Regions from separate parts of the Mus musculus genome. Here regions 2, 3 and 4 are each linked to region 1. A link is a contact called in public Hi-C, HiCAR-type and Micro-C data. All regions are on one chromosome and are shown on one strand. Each heading gives the region's core, a stretch centred on a gene start, on an enhancer-like site or on the middle of the called end of the contact. The rest is flanking DNA. Distances are from core to core; before and after follow the strand shown. Region 1 holds the start of Sfmbt2 (Scm-like with four mbt domains 2). Region 2 holds the start of Spag6 (sperm associated antigen 6). Region 3 holds the start of Bmi1 (Bmi1 polycomb ring finger oncogene). Region 4 holds the start of Skida1 (SKI/DACH domain containing 1).

Evidence for each region. Hi-C and Micro-C count contacts between places; a contact is called where the count stands out from the background. HiCAR-type assays count read pairs that join an accessible place to other places.
Region 2: a contact with region 1 is called in a HiCAR-type map of embryonic stem cells, with 9 times the contacts expected there. The contact joins the promoter of Spag6 here to the promoter of Sfmbt2 in region 1. A contact is called at or near these places in 2 of 39 promoter capture datasets (cranial neural crest and embryonic stem cells), 11 of 484 Hi-C or Micro-C datasets (embryonic stem cells and stem cell-derived epiblast-like cells) and 2 of 115 datasets of contacts at active chromatin or transcription factors (both in embryonic stem cells).
Region 3: a contact with region 1 is called in a Hi-C map of embryonic stem cells, with 12 times the contacts expected there. The contact joins the promoter of Bmi1 here to the promoter of Sfmbt2 in region 1. A contact is called at or near these places in 2 of 39 promoter capture datasets (cranial neural crest and embryonic stem cells), 12 of 484 Hi-C or Micro-C datasets (embryonic stem cells and stem cell-derived epiblast-like cells) and 1 of 115 datasets of contacts at active chromatin or transcription factors (embryonic stem cells).
Region 4: a contact with region 1 is called in a Micro-C map of embryonic stem cells, with 17 times the contacts expected there. The contact joins the promoter of Skida1 here to the promoter of Sfmbt2 in region 1. A contact is called at or near these places in 1 of 39 promoter capture datasets (embryonic stem cells), 10 of 484 Hi-C or Micro-C datasets (all in embryonic stem cells) and 1 of 115 datasets of contacts at active chromatin or transcription factors (embryonic stem cells).

What each region holds. Positions count from the first base shown.
Region 1 is chr2:10,368,928-10,372,052 of GRCm38.p6, reverse strand. Sfmbt2 (Scm-like with four mbt domains 2) reads right to left here and starts at 1,602. Exons shown (of 23, transcript NM_001198808.1): 1 at 1,501-1,602.
Region 2 is chr2:18,697,317-18,700,441 of GRCm38.p6, reverse strand. Spag6 (sperm associated antigen 6) reads right to left here and starts at 1,420. Exons shown (of 11, transcript NM_001001334.2): 1 at 1,348-1,420; 2 at 1,179-1,274. The coding sequence starts at 1,372.
Region 3 is chr2:18,675,556-18,678,680 of GRCm38.p6, reverse strand. It overlaps Bmi1 (Bmi1 polycomb ring finger oncogene), which reads right to left and starts at 1,663. Exons shown (of 10, transcript NM_007552.4): 1 at 1,212-1,663. It overlaps Commd3 (COMM domain containing 3), which reads right to left. Exons shown (of 8, transcript NM_147778.4): 8 at 2,450-2,814. The coding sequence ends at 2,755.
Region 4 is chr2:18,046,860-18,049,984 of GRCm38.p6, reverse strand. It overlaps Skida1 (SKI/DACH domain containing 1), which reads left to right and starts at 1,536. Exons shown (of 1, transcript NM_028317.3): 1 at 1,536-3,125. The coding sequence starts at 1,646.

The DNA.
Region 1 (3,125 bases), core at 353-2,852:
TCAGCTGTTGTTTGTTTTCTAGGTTTGCAATCCCCTGGTCTACCTAGAGCATAATCTCGTGCTTTACCCGTCCAAGAGTTTTTGAAGTGAGGAGAATGGGGGACCCTAAAAACAAAATCGAAGGTCCCGTCTGGTCTACCCCACCCTGTACTTTAATTGTGCTTTTATATGAAGACTCTCAAAAAAAAAAAAATCTGTTCTTGGGGGAGAGAAGAAGAGGTTTTCTTTGGGCCCGTACCACACCCAAAAATGCTGGGAGTTAAGTTTGGACTGCCGGGGATCTACCAGCTGCAATCTACAGGAATGCGAGTGACGAAGCTCGCTGGGCTTCTGGTGGGACACCTGGCCAGGACAGGTTCCCGTAGGGTGGGGTTTCCCTGGCCCATATCAAGAAAAACCAGGTCCTTCATGATCTATAGGAATGGAGCGGAAGATCCGCCCAATCTGATCTGCGGGGTCTACCCGCACTTTTTCACGGGCGTGGCGCAAGGGCTAATGAGCTTCCCGGGCCTTGGGCGCAATGGTGGTACGGAACACAAACGAAATGTCCCCTATACAGAAAAGCTGGAGATGCCCAGGTAGACAAAACTCACCGTTTATGAAGCTGGGAAGCAGTAGAGCGAATATAGAGCTGGTTCTATCGACTAGGAAACAGAAGACACAATTGCTCAAGGTCTTTGCCTTTACAACCCCGACTTCAAAAAAAAAAAAAAATCTTCCACTCCGTAGTCTTCTATTGCCCACCTATCCCTTACACCACTCTCCGAAAAAACAACTACATACTGAGATTTTTAGTCACCCTCCCTGATCCTAACATCCCAGCGAAATTCCCACACGTGGTTCCCTAGGGAGTGGTGAGGGCTAGGAACCGCCAATAGAGTGACGGGGCCAGAGGCTAACTTTGCGCGGGAGACATCACCAACTATGAGGCTTTAGGTCATCTGGAAGAATCTAGAAGGGAGAAGCGCAGAAATGGCTCTCGCCATTATTGGGCCTCAGGGGTGGGGGGTGGGAGGGAATGGTGGGCGAAAGTCAGAGATTCGGAAAGCGTGGTGGAAGTTACAAAAGACTGAGCCCTGCCAGTCTGAGAATATTTCCTTCACATTTTAGAGAATTCTTTAGCTCTAAAGCGTCTCGCCTTGCCCATACACCTCCGTTTAGTACAGAGCCATCTAAGACCCTGAAGGCCCCAGTCATTCGCTTATCAGTATTCTCTGAGGTTCACACTTTTATCACCCGCCGGAGTTTGCCACTCCCGAAGCTAGCTTCCCGGTGTCCAACTCTTAGGAACACCAATGTATTTTTTGAGCTCATCATCCTTAAGGTCGGAGACTCCTGACGGCAGAAACTTCTCAAAAATAAATTAATCCCGTCCCTGAACATTATTCATCCCATCTACACCCGCAACTGCTTCTTTTATTAACCCAAGGTGGTCTCAGGTGAAGAATCCGAGGATTCCAGAGTGTATGTCCAGGTTTAGGTCTCAAAGTCCCAACTTACCTCTTCTCACTCCTTCAACTCGCAGCTGATCCTTCAGAAAGAGGTGGGAAAGAGGCTCAAAGTCACCTTTAGAGGCTTAGACCCACAAGACCCAACCTGCGCTTCCGTCCAGGGGAGTGGTCAGGGTCCTGTCCTTCCCCCTTCCCTCCCTCCTCCCCCCAATAACCAAGCGCAAAGCACTCTTAGACCGGAATAGCTCTCAACTCACACTAGGTTGTCCAACCCAACTCTCCAAAGCCTCAGGTTGTGGTTGCGTTGGACGCCTTAGGCAGCAGAACTCCTTTGTGCGTCCTAGACCGCCCACCTAGCTCCCAGCTTCCCTACCAGGACTTCCGGGCAGCTCCCCTTTGGAAGGAAATAGAATTTTATCAGTCCACCAGCCACGAGGCTTGAGTTGTAACCTACCAACGCGGTAAGGGTTGCGGGTCTATTTCCTGGTTTAAAGTTACGATTGCCCACTGAACGTTGTTCCATCAAAATTTTTAAACACACACCTGATTATCTTACCTGATTCGACAAAGTAATTAAGCAATCTCTATATGGTTGATATTCAGACCCACATTATGTAATTCTGCCCAAGGATCTATAGCAAATGGCGCGGAGTTCCACCCACCCATTCATTCATTCATTCATTTGTGTATTTATCTATCTACCTGTCATGATTAAGAAATAAAAAACATTGCGCTGTCACTGCACGTAGTGGCCGCACTGTTTACACAAATTACTCCAATGATGTCTACAGCAAACGGTCTCCAAGTTCAATATCCTTTACTTTTAATTCACTCTTGGCACATGGCTTTTCTTATGTCCTTTGGCTTTTCTTTGTGATCGTTGCTCCTGCTGCTGTTGTTGTTTTGTTTTTTGTTTCTTTTTAACCCACCTCCCACTTTTATCCCAGGGCACCCAAAAGGCAATGAAAAGTGGCTAGCAGGTTCCCTCCGAAGTTAAAGGTACTCCTTCGTCCCGTTCCAATGCCGTCTAATTTCCACTTTCATTTCACAACCAGACCCTTTAGGGATGTGTGACTCCAAATGCGGGACCCACTCCAAATCAATAAAACAGTAACCACTGCCAAGAAATAAAGAAGTAGAGAAAGCAGAGACTGCCTTTCCAAAGACAAAATGCACTCCAACTCAGGAGAAGTCATGTTCAGTCTCACGATTAATAGTACTAAGTGATTCACTAAAAAATAATTAACACTTTCTGAAAAATCTCCCTTCAAATAAGTCTCTGATAGCACTGACTATATATGCTCTTGCATTCCTAAATTCTGGCTAAGCCATTCATTTCACCACTGTGTTAAAAAGTAATTAAATTAGTTTTGTTAACTGTAAGATATGTATATGCTCTTCCATTTCTCTAATGTCACAGAAAAAAATTAGAAAAGTTCACAGAGGAAAAGTTTCTCCTTTATATTCTGTAAATTCCTAAGAATCATGTCATGAGAACTTACAAGGTTAAAAAAAAAAACTGTGTGTTTATATTTATATTAGAGGCATGTAGTGGTTTAAATCTTGTTGCGTTATAAGTAATAAATAAGTGTTGTGTATTTGTTGAGCCGCATGTAGTCATTTTTTTTTACATGCTCATTTCCTTCAAAAGCAAGGAAGAATCCACTTTCCACA
Region 2 (3,125 bases), core at 171-2,670, 8.3 Mb before region 1:
GAAAGCCAGAAGTAAGCGCTGTCTAGGTGCTGTGACCATGGCAATGTGTTCTTAGTTTATTTTAATGATGTGTTCATTTAAACTAGTTTTAAATTAGATCTCATCCTGTAAACTGAGGTTTTCTTAAGACCTAGTAAGTGGCATCAAGCTTACAGTTCAGTCAGAGGCTTTTGTGGAAAGCTGTCTTCTGGGCGATGCTGGAGGCCCCTTCGTGTGTGTGTGTGTGTGTGTGTGTGTGTGTGTGTGTGTGTCCCTCTGCCTCTCTGTCTTTCAGCCTCAAATCATAAGGTGACTACAGACAAAGACATTTAGAGCAGAGGCTTATGAAGTACGGACCTTTTCCAGGATGTCTAAGTGACTAAGGTGATGGGGAAGGTATTTTCAGTGGTGTAGTCAATGGTAGATTACACTGGTTCCTGTTAGTAATGCTAAACTCATTGGTTCTCCAAACTAGATTTGGATGGAATCCTTTCTGTGGTCTGTGTTTGGTGCCCCATCAGTGTTGTCTCTTCAGAAACACACACACACTCACTAGTGGTGGTGGAACAAAGATGGATTTCACTAACTGTGACCTCTCCTCTTTCCCCTCCTTCCTTTCAGACTAAGGGGTGGGAAAAGGATGCCCTGTAAGATTCACAAAACCAGGTCCGTTTTGCCTGCTTCGAATGTCCTGGAAAAAATTTCAAGCATACTACTCTTACTCCATTAATGCCTAGAGGAGACCAGTGAAATCAGCCTGGGATTTCTTTGCTTCTAGGAAGTGAATGTGATCTAGGAGTGACAAGAGAGGGATAGACTAGGTCTGGTTAGGGTACGTTCCCATCCAGGAAAACGACTTCTGGCAGTTCATATGGCAGGCCGATTGCAACGAAGATGGAAATAATACCAGGCCTCCTCCACTGCCTCACCCACAAGATACCGCGGAGGGGAGGGAGTCCGGCGGAACTTGGCACCACTTTAGCCTACTTCCTCGGCTCCCCAAAAGCTGAGCTAATAAGGGAGCATAAAGACAATGTGGGCAGCTGGGAAAGAAAGAGGACCGGGGACCAAGGGAGGCTGGGGCGCTGGGTGGTGTGAGGATGAAGTGCGGGATGAAGGATGAGGCCAAGGCGATGAAGGAGGAAGATGGATTCGGGATGAGGTGTGGGACCAGGGTCCCATGAGCTGTGAAGGCTCACCCGCATTCTGCAGTGTCTCGATGTTCTGGGGTTTGGTCGCCTGCTCCGCCACCATCTGCACAAACCGGGTCCGGGCGTTCTGGTACAGCTCGAACACTGCAGAGAGAGGCGAAGTGGAGTAGCCCACCCTAGGAGCCAACCCGTCGGGGCGCCTTCCCAAGGCTCCTACCTTGCAGCACCTGCCGCTGGCTCATGGTGCCGCGGCGCGTGTCGGGTCCGCTCGCCGCGACCCCTCAACGTCCCTCGGGACTGCTCTGTGTACCCACACTCCTGGGCAACCAGTCGGAATCGGAACGCAGCCGTCCTGTCGCAACAGTTAAGTCCCAGGCATGACATCACAATGGTCGATGGAGTGGTGGAGGGACGACCTGATAAGCTGGGACTCCAGTGTTGCTCGAGACAGTCCGTCGGTTGTCACTTCCCTGTAGGCGGTGCACAGGGCGCCAGAGTCTCCCGGGAGGACTTGGTCTATGCCGACCCATCCACGAGGCAGGGTTTTCCCGACTGCAGCGCGACTGCAGCGCGAGCGGGCTAGGGGCTGGAGAGAAGGGGTGCGCTCGGGGACCAGGCGTCAGGCAGATAGACGCGTTGGCCCGGCGTGTCCCCGGATCAAAGCAACACTGGCAACACATTACTCCGTGTTGCTCTTAATGCCTCTCTTCCTTACCTGGCACTTCTGATTTCCGAATTCCTGGAGAGTCACAGCAATCGTGTCCATACACTGAATTACGATATATTAACAACAATTAAGGACACTTAGAGAGTCTGTGGAAAAGCAGAAAAGAAAATAATATGATAAATATCCATCTTGCAGGTTTTTCTAATGACTACCAAGTTTGCTGTCTCTATATTTCAATATGACTTCTAAAAAATAATTTCTTTTAAATTCGGGCCTTATTTTGTTGCTCGGTGACATTTCCAAAAGAGACATTTCTTTTTATCTGAAAAGACCAGCTCACATAAATGGAGCTCCGCAGCCTTTCTTTTTCATCAAATTTAAGCACTACAGTTTACCGTTAGTTCTAGCTCCTCTCTTAAAATTCTGCACCAAATGTTTCAGTGACAGGTGTCAATTTTAAATATTTCTCTCTCTGAAACTACCATTTCACCAGGTGTCAAATGGACAACTAGCCACAGCTGCTGCCTAATCGTGGCAGACCGGAAATCTTTGCTATCACCAAGAGGACGCACACACATCTCTGGTTTTCATACTTGGAATCTTCTACTACAGTCACTTTTAACTCCTGATAGGAGCTCTCTGAAGAAGCCTTGGTATTCCCTGGAGTCCTAGAAGGCTGGGACTAGTGTGTCTAGTCCTCTTCACACCCTGGGACAGCCTTTGGCTTCTGCAGGTCAGCAGTCAGAGACACATCCTTTTACTTAACTCTGTAAGTTTCACAGTGGTCTTCTACATTCTCCCCAACAGGACTCCCAGGTACAGATATAGAGGGAAACCCGGAGTGAATTATTAAAATTGCTAATGGAGTGTACTTAATTTATTTTCAGTTCCCTGTAGCATTTTGAAGACTTAAAAAAACAAAAACAAAAACAAAAACAAAACAAAAAACCCCTCACAACTTAAAGGTCCTGGTGCTTAGTTTCAGTCTTTAGACAATTCAAACTCCTAAATTGCTACACCCTCCATTTTTAGTAAGTGCTTTGCTCTTTATTTTCTATGTTCTATTTATTTTCTACTTTAAACTTGTTAGGAATTCAATAACCTCCATATGGGATGCTAGGTTTTAAAAGTCAAGTAGAAAAAATATTTAAAACTATAAAGTCTGTATTCATGAACAATGCCCATTAGTAGAATTTATTATCCTGTTGAAACACATTATAGGATGCCTATTTCATATCTGAACAAGCTAGATGGAGTAAAGAAGTTATCTTTGTTTTTATCAGTCCCCCCCCAAGGCCCTTTAAAGTTCAATGAAGAAATATAAGATA
Region 3 (3,125 bases), core at 414-2,913, 8.3 Mb before region 1:
ATGCCCGGAATTTTGCCTACTTTAAAGCGAAGGGGTTAATGCTCAATTCTCTTTCAGATATTGAACCGTGACCACTAAGCCCACTAAATCCTTTTATTGCAATTGGGAATGATCAAAGTCTCTCTCCTTGTTTATTTCCAATTATTAACTGTAAAGCTCTGGGGAAACGATCATGCTCCAGCGCTGTCAAGTCCAAATGACTACGTAAACATAAGCAATCAACGCGTTAGTGCTCCTTCTCCGAAGCATCCATCCCCTTACTTCATGACCTATTCTGACATTTAGCAAAATCTATAAAATGCAATGGACCTAAGTCTCAGCTCATCCCACAGCAAAGGGGAAAGTTGTAGTGTCTTCGAGAGAAAAGAAGAAAAAAGGAGGGGTGAGAGTGGAGAGAGAAAGGGCGCTCAGCAAGGCTAACGTACAGTCACCGGCTTCACTCCAAAACAAAGCTCAAATTTTAAATGCCCACCTCCTTGAGAGCTCGCCCCAAGTACGTATGGAACCCCTGTCCTCGACTCCCAACAAATACCACCTTGAAAACTTTACCCTTTCCAACACAAATGCACAAGACCTTGGAAACAACTGGGAACCGCCATCTTACCAGCCATCCAATTTCACACAAGTGTCCCTCCAACTTAAGTTAATAACATTTTTGTCGGGGCTCCCCCCAGCCTAACACCCACCTCGTCGGGATCGCTGTTCCCCACAGTACCCATCCCTATAAAATGGGGGCGTTCCCTGGAGGTTCAAAGACCTCCAGAGCCCTTTCTTCGGGAGAGGAGGGAAGCCACTGGACCCAGGCAGCGCCCGATCTCGGGATCCCGTCCCCGTTTCAGCAAAGTCTACCTCTCAACAAAGGGCGCAGCGGCCGCGGGAGCCGCGCAGGCTGGAGACACAAGTGCCGCTCTCGGGGACCATGTGCGGCGCGAGGGTGCCGAGGGGCGCTCGGGGGAGCGGGGAACTAAAACGTGGGGCGGCGCGGCGCGGCCGGGCGCGGGCGGCGGCCGGAGCGGCTGGAGCGCGGTCAGGCGGCGCTGGTGCGGGCTGCGGGGCGTCCGGCGCCGCGGGAGGCGGCGGGCGCGCGGGCGCGGGCGCGGGGCGCGGGCCGGTTGCCCACGCTGTCAGCGCCTCCGCCCCCCCCCCTCCACGCCGCCCCGACCCCCACCAGTCCCCGGCCACGGCCCGTCGGCGCCTCGCCTCCTACGTACCCGGAAAGAGCGGCCGGCGCGAGGCGATCTGAGCGGGCGGAAAAGACAATGAAAGTTAAAAGTCGTTCAGCATAAAATGAATGCGAGCCAAGCGGCCATCTTGGAGCGAGCCGCCGCCGCCGCTGTCAATGGGCACCGAGCGCGGCCGAGAGCAGCCACGGCCGCCGCGCTCCGCTCATGCCGCTCCCCCGCCGGCCTCCTGCTCGCGCGCTGCGGCCTCCTCCTCCCGCGCGGCCTCCTCCGCCTCCGCGCGGCCTCCGCCGCCGCCTCCTCGGGGCCTCTCCTCCTCCTCGGCGCAGCCGCCGCCTCCCGGCCGCGCTCGGGGGAGGGCGCGCAGAGGGGCCGAGCCGTATTATTCTGCGGGGCCGGGAGGTGTTGCTAAGCCTGCGCGGGGCTCCCTCGCCAACCTCCCCATTGTCTCTCCCGATCTCTGCCTTTAATACTACGATTATGATTTCAGACTCGCGTGGGGGAGGCGGGCTGGCGGGCGGGCGGGGGGCGCCGAGTGTGCTTGCGGGCCGGGTGGCGGGGGAGGGGAGGGAGGACCAGGAGGGGGAGGGGAGGGTGGAAAAAAATGCACGGCTGAAGGCAGAGTGGAAACTGACACCGGCTCCAAAATGGCTCGGAGTCCGCCCGCCCCCTCCCCCGCCCCCCGCCGGGTCACGTGCTCCCCTCATTCCTTAAGGGCGGCCTGGGAATTAGTGTCGGTGTAGTCGGGCCCGTGGCCGCCCCCTCCCCTCGCAGCGCGCCGCGAGCCGCGCGCCCAGCCCCCTCCCCTCCCCGCGCAGCGCGCCGGGGCCGCGACGGAGGCATTTCTCCACAGCGCCACACGCCGCTCTCCCGGCGCGGCCCGCTCGGCCCCGCACGCCGCCCCGCCCCCCACCATGTCTCCTGCTTCTGGCGCACACGTCCGCGGGGCCCGCCGCCGGGGGCGCCCGGCCGCTGCCCCGGCTCGGCCCTGCCGAACCTGCGCCGGATCGGGCCCGCGGAAACAACAGCGGCCGCCCCGCCCGCTGGCGGCCGGGAAGAGGCGCGCGCGGGCAGCGGCCGGGCTGGCTCCGCTCGCGGGGTCGGGCGGGCCGGGCGCAGGTAACGGGCGGGCCGGGCAGCGAGCACGGCCCGGCCGCACACCTTTCCCGAAACACTTAACCTGGGGCAAGGCAGGCGTCCGAGCCCACGCAGGGCAGATGTGCTTGGCACACTCAGTCGTCAAAGTCACACACAAACTCCAAACAGAATGCCGCCCTTCTTGTGGGAATACCACCGTATTTATTCAGGGTACGATACTTTAATAGGGCTTGAAGACGCTCAAGATAGAAGGAACGCAAGAGTAATACTGAAAATCCAGATGCTTAAGAGTCTCCCTCTTAACCATTTCACATGTGTAAAAAAAGTGTCAAAATTGATGGTTGGCATCACTTCAAAAGGGTGCTAGCTCTTTTTCCACTGAAAATGACATCCAGCTCGCGCGAACGATGGTCCAGCAGGAGACAAGGCGCGTCTGGTTTTCCTCTAGGCTCCTGGGGTCATCAGCCTCCCCAAATTACAACTGAGTTGCTCTTTCCAGGCTTTTTGAAGCATCCTTAAGTTTCCCCACCAAGTCCTAAAAGATGTACAATCATGTCACAACTTGGGCATACAAGTGAGGAAGCAGCAACTCTGAAGCAGCTGCAAGAACACAGTCGGAAGGAAGAACACCTAAGGAGTCCACGGGAGCTCAACAGCTCGCAAAGCCCTTTGGAAAAGAAGCGCTTCTTCTGCTGGATCTGGTCCTCCAATCAGGTATTCAAGTTCTAGTTAAAAGGGAATTTCTAACAGAATTTTTGCAGGCTGAGAATATCTAAATTATCTCTCAACTTCTCTAAGGAAGGTTATGATTCACACACATTTTCTGTTTAAAGTTTCGCTAATATT
Region 4 (3,125 bases), core at 287-2,786, 7.7 Mb before region 1:
CTTGAAAACGACAGCAAACCATGCTAGTGACTAAGAAGAGGTTAAAGCAGACTGATCTTCATCCAAAGTGATTTTTCTTAAGACAAATGTCTGGCTTTCACAGGGGAAACATGGGAGCCGTGGAAGAGTCCTCTAACCCTCCAGTCAAACCATCACCAACCACTGAAATGGTCCGCTGCGCCATAGAGCAGCACTTTCTTTTCATTGTTTTTATGTAAAACTTCTGGGATCACCTTGGGGAGCCGTCCCTTTCCTTCCCTTTGCTGCAGAAGGAAGTATCTGCTCCCTGGAATTCGGACCTGTGGACAAGCTTCCAGCTCAGGCCGGTGCTGGGCACTCTAGAATGACCTCACCTCTACTCCAGGCTAGTTAATGGTGAAAAGTGTACTCATCTCTGGCTTATCTGTGCTTTGTTATGGGCCTGACGAGAAACTACCTTCCCCCTGCCCCACTCCTCAGCAAAGAAGCGAAATCCAATTGAATTGTTACATGTTCCTGAGGTGGAGCCTCGAACTGCTTTCTTGGTCAAATAACTTTGTTTCTGGTTGTAAAAGGCATGGGGGGTGGGGGGACTCGAGAGAAATTGCCAACGTAAGTCTGTACTGGGCTGGGTCACCTCAGGGTTTAACTTTAGAGCTCCCAGCCAGTCTCCTCCACTCCCAGAAGGGAAATACCAGGCTATTCTGCACGTTTTCCCTTAAGCTTCATTTTCCAAAGAAAAGAAGGGTGGGGTATATCTATTTGAGCTTGATAATGTTTTTTAAATGCTTTCCTTTGAAACGATAATAGCTGTATCGGTAAAATGCAAATAAAGCAAAAATAGGCAGTATTTCTTTAAAGGGGAATATACGGTTCTCTCTCTCTCTCTCTCTCTCTCTCTCTCTCTCTCTCTCTCTCTCTCTCTCTCTCTCTCTCGTACATACACTGCTTCTGATGAAGTCTGTGAGTCAGGCTGTTTCTGAGCTCCGATAGTTTAATGGAAAGATTTATATACCGGCTGTATTATTTACTTTGGGAGGGGAGGTGGCAGTATAAGGGTATGCTAATTAGTAGGAGATTTTGGGGGGAAGGGGTGGAATATCAATTTTTATTGCATCACCTGTCAGGAGTGTCCAATCAGCGTTGGCTTTAGGGGAATTAATTGATGAAGGTGTCTCCGGACGAGCTCACTTCACTCTGTCATTTTATTTGTAGCTAAAGCAGCGGCGGGAATAGCAGCTGCATTTCTTTTCTCTTTCTCCCTTCACATTCCATTATCATAGTGCTCCAATGGAGAAGGAAGGAGTAGCGGGGCCCAGGTACTGATCCGCATCGAGGACTCAGACCAACACACTGGCAGAGCTGAAACCGGATGGTCTTTTCCCTCTTTTTTAAAAAAACGAAAACCAAAAAAAAAAAAAAAAAAAAAAAAAGCGAGAATCAAGTCAGTGTAATTTCTTGGGGTTTTTCTTCCCCCCCCCCAACCCCCCAGTAATTCGCCTAGAGTTTGGCACTCCCTTCGCCGGGAATAACAGTCTTTGTTATTTTATTAGCAGGATGCCTTGAGACACACGCAGCATCTGGCGGAGGATTAACATACATACATGTGTATGTATGCGTCACGTATATATTTACTGCAAATGGTGGGGATCATTTAGTGCCCGAGATGGGAGACCTGAAGTCAGGTTTCGAAGAGGTGGATGGCGTGAGGCTCGGCTACCTCATCATTAAAGGGAAGCAAATGTTTGCTCTCTCCCAAGTCTTCACAGATCTGCTGAAAAACATCCCGAGGACGACCGTGCACAAGCGCATGGATCATCTGAAAGTGAAAAAGCACCACTGCGATCTGGAGGAGTTGCGGAAACTCAAAGCAATCAACAGTATCGCCTTCCACGCGGCCAAATGCACGCTCATCTCCCGGGAAGACGTAGAAGCGCTCTACACATCCTGCAAAACCGAGCGTGTGCTCAAGACCAAGCGAAGGAGAGTCGGTCGGGCCCTGGCCACAAAGGCGCCGCCGCCAGAGCGCGCCGCCGCCGCCAGCCCCCGCCCGGCTTTTTGGAAGGACAAGCACCAACTTTGGCGGGGCCTGAGCGGAGCCGCGCGGCCCCTGCCAATCAGCGCGCAGTCCCAGCGTCCGGGCGCCGCCGCCGCGCGCCCCGCCGCCCATCTACCTCAGATTTTTAGCAAATACCCGGGCTCCCACTACCCGGAGATCGTTCGCTCGCCTTGCAAATCCTCTTTAAACTATGAAACTGCCCAGCTCCAGGGAAACTACGTCGCCTTCCACTCGGACCCCGCTTATTTTCGGAGCCTGCTGTGCAGCAAGCACCCGGCTGCAGCCGCCGCCGCCGCCGCCGCCGCTGCTGCTGCCGCCGCCGCCGCCGCCTACTACCAGACTGCCGGGCCTCAGCCCAAGGCGGCGACCGGCGCGGGAGGCCCAGTGAGCCTGACTTACCGCTGCAAGCGCAAGCGCGGGGGCGCCAAGAACTGCCTGCTCCCGCCTCACGCCGGAGCCCGGCGCCTGCTGCTGCTGCCCAGATCCTACAAAGCCAAGGCGGCGGCGGCGGCAGCAGCGGCGGCTGCTGCTGCGGCGGCGGCGGCCGGGGCCACTTGCTTGGAGAGGTTTCATCTGGTCAACAGCTTCTGCCCGCCTCCCCACCACCACCATCACCATCACCACCATCATCATCACCATCACCACCGAGCCCAGCAGCCAACGCCGAGTCACCACCCCTCTCATCACCACCGGCCGCAACCCCATCTAGGAAGCTTTCCCGAGAGTTGTAGCAGCGACTCCGAGTCCAGCTCCTACTCCGACCATGCAGCCAATGACTCGGATTTTGGCTCCAGTTTGTCCAGCTCCAGCAACTCGGTGTCCTCAGAGGAAGAGGAGGAGGAAGGAGAGGAGGAGGAGGAAGAGGAGGAGGAGGAAGAGGGGGGCAGCGGGGCCTCGGATTCCAGTGAAATCAGCTCGGAGGAGGAGGATTCTTCCACCGAGTCAGACTCCAGCTCCGGGTCCAGCCAAGTGTCAGTGCAGAGCATCCGTTTCAGGCGCACCAGCTTCTGCAAGCCTCCCAGCGTGCAGGCGCAGGCCAACTTCTTGTACCATCTGGCCTCCGCCGCCGCTGCAACCAAACCCGCTG